2 separate regions of the Mus musculus genome follow, and region 2 is linked to region 1. A link is a contact called in public HiChIP or PLAC-seq data. All regions are on one chromosome and are shown on one strand. Each heading gives the region's core, a stretch centred on a gene start, on an enhancer-like site or on the middle of the called end of the contact. The rest is flanking DNA. Distances are from core to core; before and after follow the strand shown.

What was found. HiChIP or PLAC-seq counts read pairs in DNA pulled down with a chosen protein or histone mark.
Region 2: a contact with region 1 is called in an H3K4me3 HiChIP or PLAC-seq map of embryonic stem cells, with 12 read pairs. The contact joins the promoter of Gpr84 here to the promoter of D930007P13Rik in region 1. A contact is called at or near these places in 4 of 39 promoter capture datasets (the 3T3-L1 cell line, liver, pre-B cells and 1 more), 1 of 115 datasets of contacts at active chromatin or transcription factors (embryonic stem cells) and 1 of 9 other capture datasets (adipose tissue).

The regions. Positions count from the first base shown.
Region 1 is chr15:103,145,546-103,148,101 of GRCm38.p6, forward strand. It overlaps D930007P13Rik (Riken cDNA D930007P13 gene), which reads right to left and starts at 1,283. Exons shown (of 7, transcript NR_045743.1): 1 at 769-1,283; 2 at 1-55.
Region 2 is chr15:103,309,150-103,311,705 of GRCm38.p6, forward strand. Gpr84 (G protein-coupled receptor 84) reads right to left here and starts at 1,289. Exons shown (of 2, transcript NM_030720.2): 1 at 1,161-1,289; 2 at 1-507. The coding sequence starts at 499.

The DNA.
Region 1 (2,556 bases), core at 33-2,532:
CCAGCTCCTTGGTATTCCATGATACCAGGTAATGACAAGTTCCATGTTCTGGTCACTGGTAGGAAACAAAACAACACAAAAACCTCTTAGTTTTTCCTTGATGATGCTGCTTCCACGGTTCCCATCTGACTCACCGCAACCACCCCCCACCCCCACCCCGAGCTGACTCTGCAACATTCATCCAGGCCCCACTCTCTCCTTGCTGCTACAGTGCACTCTTGGACGTCCTTGTTTCCCACTGCATTCTCAACATGACAGCATTGAGTAGTCAAGGGGAGTATGCATATCACTCTCAGGCCCTGACTCTCCAATGGCTCCCTGTCCATTCAGAGTGGAAGTGCAAGTTTAGCTGTGACTCATTAGTCCCCACATGATCGTGATTAGCTTTCTGTGACCTCTTAGAAGCCACAGCTCATTCCCTTCCTTATTTTCCCTGCTCCAGCCATACCGGCCTCAATGCCATTCCTCCAGCATGCCAGACTGCTCGCAGGAGGGTTTCCCCTTGCTGTTTGTCTGCCAGGAAAGATCTTCCCTAAATCTGCCTGGGTCGTCAGCATATGGTAAATGCCAGGTTCCATATGTTGGGGGGCAGAACACAGATATGCAAGGGAGGGAACGGGAAGATGAAACAGGGGAGTCGGGTACCACACAAGACATGAAATGGCTTGTCTTGCTTTCTGTCTTCCTGGGATTCTGTCTTCAGAAGATCAGGGATCTCGGGGTGGGGCTGCTCTTGGTTCTTCAGCAAGTGGCCCCTTTCATACTAACCTCAGGGCTGATGGACCCACATCTATCAATCTCAGGACTTCTGGACAGGAGCCGTCTGATGGTCCTGAATGAACAGGCCGGTCCTTTCTATGCTGAAAGGATACAGAGAAGAAGCCACCTCTTCCAACCATGCACTTGTTACCACCACCTTCTGCCTCTCCTTCAAGCCTCTTACTCTGGTGCTAGGATGTAGGCTTGAAGAGGAAAGGGAAGGGCTCAAGGTAAAGGGCACAGGAGGCCTAAGAGAGTAAACTGAGGCAGAGAGAAACACAAGCTGTGCAGAGCCAGTGACCCAGAGATAGAGCGGAATTGCACAGGCCAAAAGGGGTCCAGGTCAGAGGTGGATGCAGCCAGCAGGTGAAAAGCAGCAATGCACTGAGGGCTGGGCGCTCTGTCCAAAGGATTAAGGTAGGTAGGCTTTGGAAGTAAGGAGCCCAGGACAGCTCCGAAGAGGAACAGGCGGGGCGGCGCGGGCAGCAGGACCACACGCTGCCGGGCTGCGCGGGCGGAGGCAGACTGAGGCGGGCGGAGGCGGCGGGCTCAGCGGAGCGGGCGGGCGCCGGGAGCGGGCTCGTAAAAGCCGCGCGGCGCGGGGAAATTGCCGCCAGAATCGCTGAGCTCCACAAAACGCCGCCCGCGCAGCCCGCCGCCGCGCCCGCTCCAATCTCCAGCCTCATCGGCGCGCGGGCTGGTTATGCATTTAAATGTTATTTAATTGGATTGCGGAGGAGCTGGGGGCCAGAGTGCCCCCGCCTCCGCCCCGCACGCGCTGCACGTCTGTTTTCCGAGTCACAGATTGCCACGCACCCCCTCCTGCCCAATCCTTTGCCTCCGACGCTTCTCTCCCTCCCTTCTGAACCCGGCCAGAGGACACTCAGAAAGACATCAGCCTATGAAGACTGAAAACTAAGAGGCTACGCACGAACACACACACACACATCCTGAAGACGCACAAAGACATAGCAGCAGCAAAAATTGGCTACACTCACTTATACCAGTGTCCATCTGGAAGATTAAGAATGGCAAACAAATATGGTCCCTAGAACCACAGAAGTACACAAATGTGTATTAACACACTCATGCTGCAAGACAAAACATCACCTGACCTCTCCCGGGGTAATGACACTCACAAAGCGACACTGCCAAGCATGGGCAGAAAGGATGCCAAAGCATGACCCTCATAGGGTAAGGCAGAGACCCTCCCCAAAGCTGAGTAAGAAGGGAAGCCTGTGTTCACTCTTACACTCAGCCAGACCACCACCTATTTGCTTTGCCTATTCAGGGTTGGAAAACAAAACCTTTTGTTCAGCGACATACTGTCCTCCCAAACCACAGCACAGGAAGCTTCAAGAGGCAACTGCATTTGTAAGGATGTTTTTTAAACCGAACAAAGAAAGAAAATTGAGTCCCAATTACAACAAGCGGGATAGCAGATAGACACCAGGAGGGCCTTCCTGAGAGGATAGAAACTGGAATCCCAAGAGGTGAGGTTGGCCATGTGTGTGAGGTGGGGAGCTAGCTAAGAAGTCAGCACCGTGGAGGTTAGGGTCAAGGGTTAAGGTTAGGGAGGAGAGCACGTCCTGCATAGGCAGTTCTCCACAGGCTCCCAGCCAGCAACAGTTAACTGTTGACCTGAGATGATCAGGATTACGCCACTTCAATTAATGAAAATGGAAATGGCAACCTGGCTTGGCACAGGTCCCCGCAGAGGACCATTCTGGGCTCTCCGCCATCCCTTCTGCGAGCAGGGCCCGGAGACTTGAGGATCTGAGCGGGGCTGTGGGGACA
Region 2 (2,556 bases), core at 39-2,538, 160 kb after region 1:
TGCAGACAACTGGCACCAAGACAAAAACATTCCAGAGGGGGGCAAAGCTGGTCACCCCCACAACCCAGCTGCCCACCAGTGCCAGCACGATCCCCTTGGCACTGAAAACCTGGGGAAAGAGCTTAGGGTGGGCAATGAGGAGGTAGCGTCCTAGAGCAATGAGACAGAGGGTGAGGATGGAGACAGAATTGGAAGTAAAGAGGAGGAGTCCAAATATTCTACAGAAGACCGCGCCGGTACGCCAATGGAGGTGGAGGTATGTGTCCACGGAGAAAGGCTGCAGGAGCGTGCAGTAGAGTAGATCAGCCAGGGTGAGGTTGGCAATGAGCAGGTTGAAGCGGGTTCGGAGCTTGGGACGAATGGCCAAGGCCAGCAGAGTGAGCACATTGCCCACCGTGCCTGTCACAGCCACTGCCACGCCCCAGATAATTGCAAAGTATCGATAGCCCAACACAGACTCATGGTAGCAGGAGAAGTTGGCATCTGAGCTGTTCCACATGATGGAGACTGAAGGGAGAGGAGGAAAGGGAGATGGTATGAGAACTTGCTTCTCCAGTTGCTTCCTTTGAAGCAACTCCCTTGCTCTGCTCCTAGAACTCACTTTAATTCTTGGCTGGAAAGCACTTGATCTCAAAGTTCCCTGTTATCTCCTGTAGGTTCTCTCTACCTTTTCCTTTCACATTTTTGGACTTCTTTTCTAAATTCTTATCAAATGTCTCTTCTGGAAATGTGTTAATTTTGTTTCTCCAAACCTCAGGCCCCTTCAATATGTGTGGGATGCTCCCCATAAACCTGGCAGCTTCCATCCTAATTACTTCCCAGATCTTGAAGACCAGCCAAGAGCCCTGTGCTCCTTGATCCCCCTCCCTTTTCCCCCTCTTCTTTCCTTTCTCCTTCTTCCCTTCTTCCTCTCCTCCTCTCTTCCTCTCCCCCTTCTTCCTCCCTTTCCCCTTCTCTCTCCTGTGTCTTGTTATATAGCCAGGCTGGTCTTAGCTCACAAAGATTCTCAGGCCTCATACATATACCACTATTCTCCTCACCTCACATTTTCTGATTGTGACTACCTGAGAAATGAGAGGATCGAGAAAATAAGACCATGCACAACACACACACACACACACACACACACACACACACACACACACACACGGTATGCTCACCTGAGGTTCCCAGTTTTCACACTTGTCTTCAGTAAACAATATCTAGCTCACCTAAAGAGCAGGTCTTTTGAGGGGCAGTCAGGCTTCCAGCTTTTCTAGGGACAGCCAGGCTTCCAGCTGGACATATAATGCCTCCTACCATGCTAGACAGAAATAAGAAACTCCCAAGTTACCCAACCTTAGCCACTTCCTTCCCCACCTCCAGCTAGTCCTACTAATTTTACCGTGGCTGCTAAAGTCCGAGCTTCTCTGTTGAAATTCCCCTGCAACTTACTCTAGAGTTGTCTCACTCTTTCTTCTCTCCTTCCTGAAACCCAAATGTTATTTCCTTCCTTTCTCTGAGGCAGAACCTCTCTAAGGTCATTGCTGAGAACTGTCGAACAGCGAGACAGTGTCAGATCCTCTGGACTACTTCTGTTTTTTTTTTTTTTTCTCTTGAGATAGGGTCTGATTCATTATCCCAGTCTGCCATGGAACTCACAGAAATTCCCCTGCATCAGCCACTTGAGCACTGTGAGTATAAGTACAAACTACCAAATCTGACTGGGCCACTTCTCAAGCGGTCAAAAACAGACCAGGTGTTAGAAGTAATGCTCAGCGCCTCCAGAGAGCTTGGGCTTGTTTAGCAACAACAGCACTTCCTTTCTTCTCTTCAGAGACTGGAGATGGGTTACCTCAGAGGGTCCCAAATGACACTTCAGCACATATGAGAAGTGGAGTCAGATAAAAAGGGACTGGCAAGATGGCTCAGACTGAGTTGTCTTCCAGGACTTATAGAAACAAGAATCAATTCCTGCAAGCTGTTCTCTGAGTTTCATACAAGTTCTGTGGGACATATATACCTATAAACACCCACATAAATAAGTGCAATTAAAAAAAAAATTGAGGGCTGGTGAGATGGCTCAGTGGGTAAGAGCACCCGACTGCTCTTCCGAAGGTCCGGAGTTCAAATCCCAGCAACCACATGGTGGCTCACAACCATCTGTAACAAGATCTGACGCCCTCTTCTGGAGTGTCTGAAGACAGCTACAGTGTACTTACATATAATAAATAAATAAATCTTTAAAAAAAAATTGAGGGGCTGGAGATATGACTCAGCAGTTAAGAACACTGGCTGCTTTTCCAGAGGTCCTGAGTTCAACTTCCAGCAACCACATGGTGGCTCACAACCATCTGGAATGGGATCTGATGCCCTCTTCTGGTGTGTCTGAAGACAGCAACAGTGTACTCACATATATTAAATAAATAAATCTTTAAAAAAAATAAATTCAGACAGGGTCTTACTGTATATAGACTTGGCTGACCTGGAGCTCACTATAAAGACCAGGCTGGCCTCAAACTCACAGAGATCCACTGGCCTGTGCCTCCTCAGAGCTGGAATGGAAGGTAGGAACAG